5 separate regions of the Mus musculus genome follow, and regions 1, 2, 4 and 5 are each linked to region 3. A link is a contact called in public promoter capture Hi-C data. All regions are on one chromosome and are shown on one strand. The core of a region is the stretch at or near the end of the contact, and the rest is flanking DNA. Distances in the headings are between cores, read along the strand shown.

Region 1 (2,883 bases), core at 272-2,771, 1.1 Mb before region 3:
CCACATGAAGTCAGACATGTGATTTTCTTCCTCCCTTCTCTGCTTCCTCTTCTTTATATTGAATATTCATGTCCATAGTGCTGTGTTTCATAAAGACAATCTACCTAACTGTACTATGCATTTTACCCCTGTTCCCTTCTGCATATCTTCCCTCTTTCCCACCTCCACCTTCCATTCTTTTTCCTCCCGTGTCTTTCCTCTGCTCTCATGTTAGATATTCTTTTAGGTGTTTATACAATCTGGATCCAGAACTGAGAGAAAACGTGAACTTCGTCTTCTGGCTTCTTTTGCTTATTACCTTTAGCTGTATCCATTCCCCACAACACCATGTCCTCCTTTTGGGTACTGTACATATTTTTAAGTGCACATATACTCTTCTCCATGACAGACAAATATTAAGGCCATAGCAAGTCTCTGTACATTTAGAACAGAGTCATAATATGTGTTCCTGATACACGGAATTAAATTAGAAACCAACGCTAGAACATGCAGTGGTGGCTTAAGCCAGAAATCCCAGCATGTGGGAGGTTCGATCTTTGAGGCATGGGTTTGAGTTCTAGGATAGAAGAACGGAACCCGTCTTTAAAAACAACAAACAAACAACAACATCCTCACAACAACAACAACATCCTCTACTTTGCTATACTAGACAAGAGCAAAAAAAAAAAAAAAAATCGGAGAAAGAAAGGAAGAAGGAAGAAAGGTAGAAAGAAAGAAAAAACCTAACTAGTAAAGAAAATGATGGAAAATGAGTGGAAGAATTGGAGGAAAAGTAATTTTTGAAGATTATTGAAGATTACTGAAATTAGACCAGAGTTAGGGGAGACCATTATCAAATCTATAGAAATCTATGAGGAGAGATGGTCCAGCGGTTAATAGTACTGGCAGCTCTTCCAGAGGACCTGCGTTCCACTCCCAGCATTGATAACCACATGTAACATCCCACTTCCAGGAGATCTTTCATTCTCATCTGGCCTCTGCCCGCACCAGACAGGCAAGTGGGTCACACACATACAGAGGCAAAACACTCCATATAAAATAAAATAAAATTAAAAAAAAAACCAAACTGCTGCCGGGCGTGGTGGCGCACACCTTTAATCCCAGCACTCGGGAGGCAGAGGCAGGCGAATTTCTGAGTTCGAGGCCAGCCTAGTCTACAACGTGAGTTCCAGGACAGCCAGGGCTACACAGAGAAACCCTGTCTCAAAGCAAAACCAAACCAAACCAAAAAACCAAAAAACCAAAAAACCCAAACTGCTGTATGCATTTAGTGAGGACGGAAAACTAGCAACATTACTCCTACATACAGAGTTTATATTTCTCAGCTGCTCCCTTCTCAGACGTCAATCTTCTAGTCTTGAGGAAACACGCGTTTACTTAGTTTACTGCTCGACAAATAAGAGCAGAAAACGAACTGTCGTACCTGTCCGGACTGCGCGAAGCTCGCTGCTCTAACAGGAACAGTTGCTATGGTAATAGGCACCGACTTCCGGAAGAAGTACGGCGCGCGACGAGGGACATTCGGCCTCGGCGCGAGTGCGCTGACGGGGCGGCAAGTAAAGCTTGGTGGGTTTCGACGGGTGTCCCGAAGGCGGTGTCGCTCGGCGCCAACCCGGAGACCGCGCGCCATGGACTTCTCCAAGTTCCTGGCTGACGACTTCGACGTGAAGGACTGGATTAATGCGGCCTTCAGAGCCGGCCCCAAAGACGGGGCGGCGGGGAAGGCGGACGGTCACGCAGCCACCCTGGTAATGAAGCTGCAGCTGTTCATCCAGGAGGTGAACCACGCCGTGGAGGGTGAGCCACGCAGACGCCCACCCGCCCGCCCCGGCACCCGACTGCAGGACCGGGCCCAGGGGCCAAGCCTCTCCTTTGGTGGGAAAGCGAGCCCTGCAGTAGTCTGAGTTAGGTCTAGGCTTTGGTGTTCACGTCCGACGATGCCATAACATTTCCTTTAAAAACTAAAAACTAAAAACAAAAAAAAAACCCCAATAATAATAATAATAACAATCTGGGAGTGGTGGCGACCGCCGTTAATTTCCGCACTGGGGAGGTGGTGCTGGACGGTCAGGAATTCAAAGCCAGCTTCAGTTGCAAAGTGAGTTCGAGGCCGGCCTAGGCTATAGGATCGCTCTCGCCGGCTCTCGCACGCTCTTTTACTCTTCCTTCTCCTTCCCCCTTCTTATTTACAGTCTCACTCTGTCGCCTAGGTTCGCCTCAAACTCGCCTTCTGCCCCAGCTTCCCTAATTCTGGCATTACAGATATGTGCCCCCCCCCCCCAAAAAAAGCTCTTTGGGTTTGGAGTAATTGCTCAGTGGTTACTACTCTTGTAGAGAACCTAAACTTAATTCTCAGCACCCACATCAGTTGGCACACAACTACCTGTAACTCCAGTTCCATGGGATTCAGTGGCCTCCTTGGGCATAAACACTCACATGCACATACTGACACACAGACAAACATGGGTGAATGTAATTAAAAAATAAATCTTGAAAGAAGGCCTTTTGGAGGTGGTGGGGTAGATAGACTCTCATGTAACCCATACTGGCCTTGAATTTGCTCTATGATGGAGGGTGACCTTGAACTCTTGATCTTCATGCCTTTGATTCTGAAATTCTGGGATTATAGACATGTTCTGTCATGCCTGGCATAAAGAGTCACTTTTGAGAGCATTTAATAGTTAACTGGTCCTAGTATTTAGCAGTATATGAGAATGACACAAATCCATTAATATATCTTTGTAAGCTAAGGAAGATGGGCCATCCTGAATGAAGACTTTAACTGTGTGTGTGTGAGAGAGAGAGAGAGCGAGAGAGAGGAAGAAAGAGAGAATGAGAGAGAGAAGACGAGAGAGAGGGGGGGGAGAGAGAGAGAGAGAGAAT
Region 2 (2,800 bases), core at 115-2,614, 1.0 Mb after region 3:
TGTTTTATCACAGCAATAGAGACCCTAACTTATACAATGGCCTTGAGCTAAGGTTAGGTATTTACTATTAACCACTTTTTTGAGTTTCTGTTCTAGGGACTGAATTCTGGGCACATGCAAGGCAAGTCCTCTATTACTGAGCCACACTGCTGACTCTTAGCCACACAGTTTTGAGAAATTTCTTTGTACTACATCATTTCTTAGAACTTTTAAGTGGGGATCACCATACTCCCATTTTACAACAAAGAAATGAAGAAAGAGGTTTAAAAGCCACAGCGGGAATGCAGCCTCCGAAGATCAAGCTTTTTAATCTCTGGACTACCGTTTCCAACCCAGGGGACTTTACAAACATCCATCTGCTTTCTAACCATCCCCACCCTAATCTATATTTTTCCCTATCAGTCAGTTATATAACCACAACTTTAACATGAGAAAATGGTTCAGGCTAAGTGCATTTTTAAATATGTAATGAAAATTTTATATTTAAAATTCTCTTTTCGATGAAACATTTAAAAATACAAATACTAGGGCAAACATTCTTATTACTGGTATCATTCCTCCATCTAATCATTTCCCCAGGATAAATTCCCCATCAAAATGACCATTCATTTTTACTTCTTCATAAATATTGTATAAAAACAAGAGAATCCTGTTTAGGTGTGCATGGATATTCCTGAAATATTTTGTTATACGGATCTTAATAAATGTTTGTTAAATGAATATTCTGTGTACCAGACACTAAGTCAGTTTTAAACTATGGAGAGAGCCTGGACGAGGTGGTACAACCAAGGGAGCAGAGTTGAGTGAGGTCAGTGGGTGAGCCCTTACCCTTCGGCAGGGACCCTTCGGGTGCTGGCGAAAGTGACTCCCAGCCACAAGTGACTTCGGGCCAGCCTGCTGGGCTCTCTCCTCTGCTCACCTTGGCTTGTGGCTCGCGGTCCTGAATATGCGAAGGAGGTCCATCCCGCTCTGTAGCCGAGGCCGAGGAGTTCGGGGCCTCCTTCCTCTTCCTGGAGTTCGCCTCCTCCTTCTCTTGCTCCATCAGGCTGTAGGGGAAAGATCAGCTGGAGCTGAGGACCCCGCGGCGACCAGGAAACCGTGTCGCGGCCTCTCTCCAGCAAAGCGCTAGACAGGAGTGACGGTTGGTTTGTCTCTTGAAGCGGCTCAAACCAGTTTACCACTCTTGGCCCTCGCAAAAAAGGCCACAGACCTACGCCTCCTTTCCTCAATTTAAGCCGTCGCGAAGTTTAAAGCGCTCCCTGAGGCGCGTCGTGCGCAGAGCGAGGGGCTCCCGGTCCTCAAGCCTCTGTCCACGCCCCCGGGTCCCGAACCGCCCCCTATGCAACGCCCACAAACCGCTGGCGACGGCCGCCGCCGCTCTACAAGCGCCCGCTTCCCTTGCCGCGCCGGCGTTTAAACAGACCGGAAGTGGGGGCGTCCGACTTCCGGCCGTTGAACTCTGCGAAACCCAGGGTCCGGGGATGGCGACCAAGAGACTGGCGCGGTACGTTAGGGGGTTCCCCTTAGGGTGGGCGGTGTTCATCCGCAGTCGTTTGGTCTGGATCTGAAAAGGGCCCTGGTCTTCTCGGGCCCCACGTCGCCATTCGCGACAAGTTGGAGGAGCCCGAGAAACCCCGGGTCCTCCCTACCGTGGCATGCTCTATCAGGTCTGTTCATTCTAGACCCCTGGGACCTGGAACGTGACAGCTCTGCACACTGTTCTCAGGCAGGTGCCACTGCGCCCAAGTGACCTGCCTAGTCCAGTTTTATTGTCAGAATTACCACAGACTCTCTCAGGTTTTTTGGGGGGGGGTGGGGGGGAATATGCTGTGCACAGATTTTTGGATGCGTTGTACACATTTGTTGAGATTGTGGACACAGTATCAAACTTACCAGGCATAGTGGAATGGACCTACAATACCAGCATGGAAAGTTGGAGGCCAGCCTGGTCCTCATGGTGATGTTCAAGCAGGCGATGGCTAAATAGTGAGACTGTCTCAAAACAACAACAAAACCAGATTCAAAACAAAACCCCTATCTGATGTATTAATGAATAGCATAGGATTCAAGCGTGAAAAGTCCTGTCAAAGGTTAACATACTATGGCCATCTTTAGGCAAATCATTTACTTTTCTCTTGCATAAAATACAGGTTGCAGACATGTCTACCACCTAGAATTGTTTAAAAGAAGTCACCATCCTAATTAAATATTTGCTGAAGAAGTGACTAGTAAATGTTAGTTTTTCATTCCAAATCCCTACATTGGCCTCACGTCTTGTCTTTTTCAAATAGCCAAAATAACTATTCCAGGTGTCTGTCTACTTAAAGTTGTATTCGTCATCATTTGGGATCTTCCCTTCTTTGGACTGCAGTGTATTGCTGTTGGGAGGTTTGTTTGTTTTGTTTTTGTTTTTGTTTTTAATCATAGATTACCTTTCAGTAGTACTCTGGTAATCTTTCTCCCCTCCATTTTTAGAGTTTAAGCACAGGCATCATCCCCTTGGTACATAGCAAAGGCTTGAAAAATACATCTTTATAGTCAATTCCTCGGTACTACTATAAAACGTGAACAGGTAAGAGTAGTGTTTGTGAAGCCCGCTCAGGTAAAATGGACACTAAACTCAAGAGAGGATGGCCATTCGCACAAGGACCTAGGACTTTTAAAGTCTAGCCCTCCTTTCCTTCAGTCAGTATGCAGCTGTTGTTTGAGGCAGGGTCCTGCTGTGTGCTGTAAGCTGTCCCTCAGTTCAGTTTGGCCGTGGCCTGCTGACTGCTGAGCCTCCAGGTGTGGGGCCCTCACA
Region 3 (2,782 bases), core at 101-2,600:
TTAACAGCTGCCAGCTGTGGATGACAAGATCTCTTGGGGCGAGTCTGATCAGTGCAGGGTAAAAGGTTTGAAAATACTATGTTTGTGAAACAGCGTGGCATGAGCCATTCAGGAAAGTCACGCCTAACGCGCTCAGACTCTCAAAAGAACCCAGTTCTTTGGAACAAAGGAGTCGCTCCCCGCTAGCCTTCCTTTCCCAGGAACTGTTGCCGCAGCAGAGAGGGGTGAAGAGCTAGCTGTCTAAGGTCGGGGTTTGAACACGGCCTGGACCCACTCCCTCCACTGGCTTCGTCCTCCTCACAGAGCAAACAGCACCTTCCCCGGGAAGTCTTCCCAAAACTTCACTCTTAACCCCTACACTCACAATCCTTGTTTACTTACTCTACATTCCCTACCTGGCCTCTGAGGATCTGGGGTCCACTCTGGACCTCGGCTTTCTCCTCCGTAATATCTGTTCAGTGGTCCCAAGCCAGGGAGCGCCTCATCGCGGAGGACGCAGAAATACTCCCCCAAGGAGAATTCCCAAGTCAGATCTCACTCTTCCGAAACGCACGCGATCAGTCACACACAGGGCGCAGCTGGGCAGGTTTCCCGCAATCCCCTTAGCCGACACTAGCTAGTTTTGGCCCAGGGCTCACCCAGGAGGTCCCCGCCCCCGCGCCACCAACTGCATACGAATGCTCAGCCCCTTGGCGCACAAGTCTCCAACGCCTGCCAACACCCCAACTCCCTCAACCAACAATGCTGCAAGGGCGTATGCAGCTCAGACCTCGAGGTTCCGAGAACTGAGGCCCGCATAGGCCTCTAGTGTGGGGAACCCGGCGAGGGGAAATGTTACTTGGGCGTTTCAGGGGGACAGGCGGGCTCGCCGAGGCACAGAGGAGACCCGGGCGGAGGCCCGCGTGCGCTGCCTGGTGCAACCAGAACTGCGCTCACCGCTTGCCAACGTCTTTCTTTCCTTCCTTACAGACGCAAACACTGAGCCTCGGGGGAAGCTCTGCAACCAGAGAAGCGCCCCAGTGGCCTTTCGGGGGGCTGCTGCAGCGGGACGCGCGGGCTCCCCATCTTCCCGTCACCTACCTCCCACAGTGTGGCAGGCGCGACAGCTGCTGCCCACGGCCGCAAGGATCCCAAGGAGCTGGCAAAGGCTGGCGGCCGGGCGCTCCAGGGTGCAGGGAGGGAGGAGAATCCCCGGTACAAAGCGCAGGCGACAGAGAGCCAGGCCCGCAGCCGCAGTGGGGCGCCTGAAGACGTCGGAGCGCTGGAGCCGAGCACGGGCTGGAGTTGGGGCTGCTGCCGCTGGGGTTGGAGCTGGAGGCTGGAGGCTGGGACCAGGGCTGGGGCGGGACTGACGCACGGGGCGCACGCCCGGGCTCACGTGGCCGTCCCCGGGTGGCCATCACCTCCATGCAGCCGCCGTGTTGTCTTCTGGCTCCCCCGCCTGTTGAACGCTTCCTAGACACCTGGGTCTAACGTTAGATTTCATGCTGTGTGTCTGGTGGCGCATACCCTTAACCCCAGCACTTGGAAGACAGACTGCGGGCGGATTTCTGAGTTCAAGGCCAGCCTGGTCGTCTACACAGTGAGTTCCAGGGCTGCACTGAGAAAACCTGTCTCAAAAAAAAAAAAAAAAAGGGAAATCTTAAGGATTTCATGACATAATTTTGAAGAAATTTAACACTTTCAAGAGAGGGAGGGGTAACGAAGGAGCAGGAGGGGGCAAAACAACAAAAATTGTGTTAAAAACTCATAAAGAATCCAAATTCATGGTAAGCACATATGTATTTAATATTTACATATAAATTTATAAATATAAGTATAGAAAATTATACACGTATATGTAAATATTTAATATATAACCTATATATTTTTGTTTAAATTTAATATTTGTATATAAACATATATTCGGTTTAAATTTATACAGTTCGGCCTACCTGACAATTCCAACTATTTCTATAATTTTTAATTAATAACTTTATCAGGGCCGGGCGGTGGTGGCAAATCCCAGCACTCAGGAGGCAGACACAGAAGGATCTTTGTGAGTTCAAGGCCAGCCTGGTCTACAGAGGGAGTTCCAGTACAGCCAGAGCTGTTACACAGAGAAACTTTGTCTTAACAAAAACAAAAAAGAAAAATCTTTGTCAAGCCTTCCTGGACTCTCTGGAGGGAAAAATCACAGTATTCCTAACTCTGAGCCTAGGGCCTGGCACATAGTGCTTAATGGGTGGGAACTTGGGCATGGTGGTAGACCTCTGCAGTCCCCAGAAAAGCAAGGCCAGCCTGGGCTACATGGTGAAGCCCTTTCTCAAAACTCAAATCTGGTGCAGTGCATGGAAGGAAGGTAGCCCTTGGAAGATGTAAAGACTGAAAACCAGTGGAGGCAGGCATGTGTACTTTGAGGTCATATCTCACCGTATACTTTAGAGTAAAAATCTAAACAGTTGCACATTTTGAGCTATTTGTCCATCCAGCTGCAGTCAGCTATATAAGGTATGCAGGCACGACTAGCTGTATTGTACAGATCATAGGACTGAGACTTATAAAGAATGTATCTTGCCCAGGGACACAGTTAGGAAAGGGTGTGATCTATTTCATTTAATAAAGCAACTGTTAATAGACTTACTGACAGGAGAAACACCATAATATCTATTCTGCCACAGGCTTGTCTGGCCTGGGCTTTCAGATTAAAGACCTGAAGACCTGAACCACCTTGAAGTTGTACCAGCAAAAACACCAGAAACATCCTCTACACTTTGTACTTCCAGAACCATGAGCCAAAAAT
Region 4 (3,100 bases), core at 569-3,068, 2.0 Mb after region 3:
CCACAGAAACTGATTCCACAAGAAAAGACAAAAAAAAGTATCAATATTTATGACCATGTATTGAGCCTTTCAAAGTCCAGAGCATCTTCTCATTATCTCACTTGGTTCCCACTACAGCCCTGTGAGGTAGGAATTATCCCCCTCAAAGAGCACCTTCCCCAGTACTACTTGTGATATTACCAATTTGACGGGGCAGCAACACTGCTGTGGGCTAGTGGTCCTGGACTGAATAAAAGGAAGGAAGTGAGTTGAGCCCCAGAATCCATCTCTGTTTCTTAGTTGTGGATGCAAACGGGACCGGCTGCCAGGAGCCCCCACTGGGATGATGTACCATATCCTCAAACTGTGAGCCCAAATAAGTCTCTGAGTTGCTTTTGTCAGATATTTTTCACAGCAATAAGAAAAGTATCAAACTATACAATAAACTGTACTATGAAGATCTATTGGCTTGGAAAAGTGAATCCTCTGGGTGAAAGACAGTAAGTATATAGACACCTGAATATTGCTGCAGATAGTTCCTCGGGTAAGGACCCTAAGGGTAGAACTTACAAGAACATCAGGGTGAAACCTTTTCTCTAAAGCAAAGGTTACAGGGAAGGAGTAATGCAAGCCCTGTGGTCTGGGAGGACTGACTGACTCTTCTCTTCTTCCTCTGAACTCACCACTTCTTCCAAGTCACCATTTTTCCCTCTATACACTGACAAATTCACTGTTTCCATTCACGAAACATTTACTGACCTGGAACTATTCCATAAATATTGCTATTTAAATTTATCAAAATTAAGTAAAATAAGAAATTTGGTTCTTCTAGTCTGCCAGTCCCAAATTACACCCCAAACCCATTTAACAGCACAGATTATTGAACGTTCTATTAGTGTTGTATTGGACAGCCAATGCCACAAGAATGAAAATCTTTCAGTAGCTGGAAGGCTGAGGCAGGAGGATACTCAGCTGGAAGCCAGTCTGTAGTCCAAAAAGGCGAGAGAAAAGGGAGAAGGGATAGACAGCGGACTTATTATGAATGAATCTGTGTCTCTTGCCTTTGAGATCTGGAGGCTTTGGAATGAAGGAAAACTAACACTCTTCCTGTAACCTAGGATCTGTGACTACGTGGTTCTACCTCCTAACACCACGACATAGGTACCATTGTTATGCCCGCTGTACGACTATTACAAGACCCCATGACCAAGGTTCGTGGGCTACAAAGGAACAAGTGATCTAGCCTGCTTGTGGGGCTTCAGAAAGGCTTTGGGGCAAGTGGAGATCAAAATCTATTTGTCCACACCAAAATACTTCCTGAGTATCACCGGAGCCTGTCTACAGAGTTCATTCATTCCCTGCTTCCTCGGGCGATCTGCGGGCGGTCCGGGTCTCTACCCTGAAGCTTCACACTACGCAACTCTCTGACCGGGTTTCCTTCTGCGAGCCTGTTGCCTGAGGTCGCACCGGAATCCAAGACATACGCCAACCTCTTTCTCCGCGTGTGGGCCTAAGGCTCGGCTCCTCCGCCCGCGCGCGTCACCCGCCTGGCGCACAGAGGCTTGGAACGCGCGTCCCGGCGGGTCCCGCCCGCGTCCCGCCCGGCCCGACCAGCGGCGGGGCGCCTACCCTCGCAGATCTGATCCCATAGGCTCTTCCCCGGCGGCTCGACGACCTGCGGGGGTGACACGAGCACTTCGGGAGACCCGGGCGACACTGCGGGCACCGGCGTGCGCGTAGTGATCGGCGAATCCGCGGAGCCGCTCGCCTCCTCACGCAGCACGCTGCGGCTGGATACAAGTCTCGGCGCCGCCATGGACGCGGTTTCTACAGCAACCCAGGGCACCGGGAGGCCGCGACCCGGAAGGAGAAGGATTTCGAGGGGGCGGGCCAGAAAGTCGAAGCTGACTTCCGGATCGCGGCTGCGCGGCTGCTCACGCGGGGACGCTTGGCCTGCTAGCGAACCAGGTGAGTGCGGGTGGTTTGTGCGGGGCCCCGAGGAAGGTGCTGCACGCTGGGGGAGAGGAAAACAAAGATAAGTCACCCCCAACTCGCCTGCAGCCCTCGGTTTCTCTCCAAGCCGTCCCGCCTTGGAGTAGGCATGGGGATGATCCTGGCTAGCAAGCAGCCTGCGGTTGGTGAGGGCAGCACACGCTCCTCTGGCTCGAGTCCGTGTTTTGCACCTTGTTGACTTTGAGACCTAGTGAGTTACAGTCTCCGAGGCCTGTGAGGCTTATTGGTCACACTAACCCTATCCACTGCTGCCGCGGGAATTTAAGAGTGCCTTCACACTGGGCATAGTGGCCCACGTCTATAACCCCGGCACGCGGGATGCAGATCAGCCCTAGCGACGTAGTCAAACTTTGTCTCAAAAACAAGGCGCTTTTGAAGAAAGCTTGTGTTTGCAGGTGATGCAGTGTAGGTTCGGTTCCACTTCTCGCGAGTGAAGTACAGTTAAAGGGATGGAAAAGAGTATGTTGCTGTTGGCTGAGTGGCAAAACAAAGAAGTGGGTTAAGCTGACGCCTGGGACCTTTTTGTCCGGGTTATTTTTCGTGATCACTGGCCCTAATCCTGTAGAATCATCATGGTCTTACTTGATACTGGCCTGTCGGGACTTGTATCTTTCTCTCCTTTGTGAGTCCCCTTCCTATGTCCTCTAAAAGTCAGTATGTCTTGAGGCCCAGTTATGTTTTCTTGTTAATTATCATCCCTGAAGTCCTGTTTATGTCGTCTCTGTTGGCGAGAGTGACTTCCTTGCCTCAGCCCTACAGTACACATGCTGAGTGAGTTATATCAAGGCAGCTGTTTCATCCAGCTGCCCAGTCACCCTCCACTTCTGCCTCAAGGGTTGACTCTACCATCCTATTGGTCAAACTGGAAAACCATGTTCAATATTATGGAGTTGAGAAAAATGCCACCATAATATTGGTGTATAAGATTATACATGTCTGTGGGGGCATCTTCTTTCTTTCTTTCTTTCTTTCTTTTTTTTTTTTTTTTGGTTTATCTGTATAGCTCTGGCTGTCCTGGAACTCACTTTGTAGACCAGGCTGGCCTTGAACTCAGAAATCTGCCTGCCTCTGGCTCCGGAGTGCTGGGATTAAAGGTGTGCGCCTAAAG
Region 5 (3,008 bases), core at 340-2,839, 1.2 Mb before region 3:
TAGCACCCACATGGCAGCTCAGGACTGTCTACAATTCCAGTTGCAGGGAATCTGACACACTCTCTGGCCTCTTCAGGCTCCAGGCTTGCATGTGGTGCATAGATATATATGCAGGCAAAACACACATACAAATAAAAACTTAAAAAAATGTTTGTACATTTGGGATTATGATATGCCTAAAGTCCTAGAGTTACCCCTGACTGTCCCCACTATTTATGTGTCCATTCAACAGATACTTACTGGTATGCCAAGCCCCATTTGGTATGCTGGTGGTCCAGGTCTATGCAAATTAAAATCCTTCTGTGTGTGTGTGTGTGTGTGTATGTACTGGGGTGTGACATTGAGGGTGGGGAATGATAGGGACAGTGTGGAAGGATCTGGTGCTTCAGAGGGACCTCGTGCGCAGTCTTGACTGCCTTCCAGGCTAAGGCCTCCTTCAGTCTTAGCAGAGTTGTTAGTAGTAGATCATTGACAGCAATGGCAAAATTATGCTGGCCTCTAGACATGCATATTAATCCTGTCCACTGGACAGACCTCTTTCTCCACTGGCTGGAGCCAGTCTTATGCCCATTTGCATGTTTGTCTCAACAGTCCTTTATTTTTACATAGATTTTTCTCTTTGGCTTTTCTTGTGGACATATTAATACAACATCTACTTGATTCCTTCATTTAAGTTCAAGAGTTAAATAAAGGAAAATATTTCATGTTAGGCTGGCATGGTAGCTCACACCTGTAGTTCCAGCTTTTGGGAGGTTGAGGCAAAAGGATTTTACTACAGGTTTTTAGGATCTTAGCTTTTATCATTCAAAGGCCATCTTGGACTAATGAGTATGAGAAACCCTTTCTCAAAAGCAAAAACAAAAACCATAACAACAAAGCTGTACTGGTAGTACATTCTTGTAATCAAGTTTGTACCACAGTGGCAGGATGACCAAGAATTCTGGGTCCTCCTCAGCTATGCAGTGATCAAAGCCAGCTGGTTACATGAGACCTTAACTCAAAACAGTTAGAAAAAGGTATGTTTATATATAATTAATGTGTTCACTTTTTAGGGTATGAGAATCACGACCTGTTTTTTATTTCTTTTTTTTGGGGGGGGATGGGTGTTCGAGACAGGGTTTCTCTGTGTAGCCTTGACTGTCCTGGAACTCATTTTGTAGACCAGGCTGGCCTCAAACTCAGAGATCCGCCTGCCTCTGACCTGTTTTTTTGAGAAAAGTATCTTTTCATAAAAATAACTGTTTTATGAATTATGATGCAATGTGTCATCAAAAAAAAGTGTGTCAGAAACCCGAATGGAAGATACATACTCGGAGAAGACCCTAATAAAAATGCTGAAAGAATGATTCTTTATCTGAAATTCAGATTTAGCCAGGCGTCCAGTATCTTTTCTGGGAACCCTGCTTCTGAAGAAGAGGGGACAATCAATACCTAACTAGCTTGGCTTTTGACCTTTCAAGTGGTCTTGCACAAAAAAAAAAAAAAAAAAAAAAAAAAAAGACCTCGTGAGTTGGAGGTGGCCGGGAGGAGGTGCGTGGGGGCGGGACAGGGCCCAGAAATGGGCGTGTCCAATAGGGCCCGCCCCGTCACGTGCCTCTCAGTGTCTGCCGCGTCGGCAGCTGGAGCGAAGGCTAGGCGGCGGCGGTGGCTGCAGCTTTTGGGCAGGAGTGACTGCGGCCGCAGCGCTGGGCTGGGCAGATGGCAGCGACGGCAGTGGCAGCGGGGACCGGATCCCCGGCAGGGACCGAGTCGGCGGAGGGCGGCCCTGGGGCAGCGGCGGCGCTGGAGCTGTGGCTCAGTGAGTAGCATCGCGCCACACGTGATCCTGCTTCCCGCCGCCCTGGTTGTCCTCCGCGGCGGGAGGGGGCCTCTAGACTCACCCAGGGGATTCTGGGGACCTCAGACCACGCCATGGCTCAGTGGCCGGGCGGCACCACTTAACAGCTGGAGCGCGAATGCTTAGCGATCTCTTGTGCCAAGCACTGTGCAGAAAGCGTTTCAGCCATTGTTAGTCTGGTCGCAGGACCGAGAGTACCTGGGTTTACTAACCCGTGCGGGCGATGCAGCTTTTTTGCAGATCATTGAGTCTAAGAGCTTAAGTGGCTGCTACCTTTAAGAGCAAAACCAGCTTTTATGCCTCGGTGCATATTTACTCTGGCCAGACTTAATTGTTCCTTGTCTTAGCTTAACGGTGATCTCTGGGGGTGCGGTTCTAAAGGTTCTCTCTTTATCTGAGGAATTGAGGTTCAGAGAGAATAAAGAATCCACCCCTTGGGTGGGCTCCACTACGTGCTGGGTGCACTGAGATGGTAACACTGGGACATTGCTCACAAAGACATGTTCATTGGCTACTGGCTACCAGAACAGCACCTTCTCAACAGAAGCTGGAGGAGGGGCGCTTGTTGAACGTAGTTAGGGGCTGTTTTGTTTACCTGGGGCTTGTCATAGCTGGTATACAGTGTGTGGACAATGGAGGAGGCCATATTCCAGACAGGAAACTGCAAAAACTCAGGATGAGAATGTACAACATTCTGGGAGCGAGTAGGCCTGTTGGCCAGGAGTGCAAAGCTTAAAGCTCAGAGAATCCAGAAAAGAGACCTCAGACTAATTTGCTAATGAAGTAAGACGCGTGAGCGCCGCAGAAGGGACTGCATTATTTAAACATTTTTATTACATGTTGTGTATTTGGGGTGGGGCGTGCTGCTCCTGGCTCGTGGAGAACAGAGAACAACTGGGGAAGGGGTCAGGGTGTCGTTTCTCTCCTTAGGCTCTTCTGTGGGTTCCAGGGCTCGAACTCAGGCCACAAGGCTTGGTCACAGGCACCTTTATCTTCTGAGTCATTGCAGGCCTATAGCTTTCTATTTCAACATGTAGGAGAAGCTGTTGGAGACAGCTTCGCTTCTACTGAAAGCACCACATGCAGTTCCACCTGGTGAGTTGGTTGAGGGTGAGACTTCAGACTTGGAGTAGATATATAAGGTCTTTAGATAGCTGGGGTGGGGTGGGGT

Evidence for each region. Promoter capture Hi-C pulls out the DNA fragments that hold promoters and counts their contacts.
Region 1: a contact with region 3 is called in a promoter capture Hi-C map of pre-B cells, with 4 times the contacts expected there. The contact joins the promoter of Cog7 here to the promoter of Eef2k in region 3. A contact is called at or near these places in 5 of 39 promoter capture datasets (the C10 cell line, cranial neural crest, hippocampal neurons and 2 more), 1 of 484 Hi-C or Micro-C datasets (pro-B cells), 3 of 115 datasets of contacts at active chromatin or transcription factors (bone marrow-derived macrophages, forebrain and microglia) and 1 of 9 other capture datasets (adipose tissue).
Region 2: a contact with region 3 is called in a promoter capture Hi-C map of pre-B cells, with 6 times the contacts expected there. The contact joins the promoter of Eri2 here to the promoter of Eef2k in region 3. A contact is called at or near these places in 6 of 39 promoter capture datasets (the 3T3-L1 cell line, cranial neural crest, hippocampal neurons and 2 more), 3 of 484 Hi-C or Micro-C datasets (CD4 T cells, Th1 cells and hematopoietic stem and progenitor cells), 10 of 115 datasets of contacts at active chromatin or transcription factors (the 230-238 cell line, the NIH/3T3 cell line, T-cell acute lymphoblastic leukemia and 7 more) and 1 of 9 other capture datasets (adipose tissue).
Region 4: a contact with region 3 is called in a promoter capture Hi-C map of liver, with 4 times the contacts expected there. The contact joins the promoter of Iqck here to the promoter of Eef2k in region 3. A contact is called at or near these places in 4 of 39 promoter capture datasets (hippocampal neurons, liver and pre-B cells), 2 of 484 Hi-C or Micro-C datasets (B cells and CD8 T cells), 4 of 115 datasets of contacts at active chromatin or transcription factors (astrocytes, embryonic stem cells, large pre-B cells and 1 more) and 1 of 9 other capture datasets (liver).
Region 5: a promoter capture Hi-C map of liver shows a contact between it and region 3, with 4 times the contacts expected there. The contact joins the promoter of Gga2 here to the promoter of Eef2k in region 3. A contact is called at or near these places in 7 of 39 promoter capture datasets (the 3T3-L1 cell line, cranial neural crest, embryonic stem cells and 4 more) and 2 of 115 datasets of contacts at active chromatin or transcription factors (astrocytes and embryonic forebrain).

The regions. Positions count from the first base shown.
Region 1 is chr7:121,980,331-121,983,213 of GRCm38.p6, reverse strand. It overlaps Cog7 (component of oligomeric golgi complex 7), which reads left to right and starts at 1,521. Exons shown (of 17, transcript NM_001033318.3): 1 at 1,521-1,797. The coding sequence starts at 1,629.
Region 2 is chr7:119,792,622-119,795,421 of GRCm38.p6, reverse strand. It overlaps Eri2 (exoribonuclease 2), which reads left to right and starts at 1,364. Exons shown (of 9, transcript NM_027698.5): 1 at 1,364-1,504. The coding sequence starts at 1,482. Rexo5 (RNA exonuclease 5) reads right to left here and starts at 1,300. Exons shown (of 20, transcript NM_001370778.1): 1 at 1,211-1,300; 2 at 920-1,046. The coding sequence starts at 1,042.
Region 3 is chr7:120,841,399-120,844,180 of GRCm38.p6, reverse strand. It overlaps Eef2k (eukaryotic elongation factor-2 kinase), which reads right to left and starts at 1,350. Exons shown (of 18, transcript NM_007908.4): 1 at 1,081-1,350. It overlaps Gm36449 (a long non-coding RNA gene), which reads left to right and starts at 670. Exons shown (of 2, transcript XR_378468.3): 1 at 670-1,582; 2 at 2,661-2,782.
Region 4 is chr7:118,854,470-118,857,569 of GRCm38.p6, reverse strand. It overlaps Iqck (IQ motif containing K), which reads right to left and starts at 1,818. Exons shown (of 9, transcript NM_001374605.1): 1 at 1,609-1,818. The coding sequence starts at 1,795. It overlaps Knop1 (lysine rich nucleolar protein 1), which reads left to right and starts at 1,572. Exons shown (of 5, transcript NM_023197.3): 1 at 1,572-1,947. The coding sequence starts at 1,794.
Region 5 is chr7:122,019,779-122,022,786 of GRCm38.p6, reverse strand. Gga2 (golgi associated, gamma adaptin ear containing, ARF binding protein 2) reads left to right here and starts at 1,589. Exons shown (of 17, transcript NM_028758.2): 1 at 1,589-1,798. The coding sequence starts at 1,699.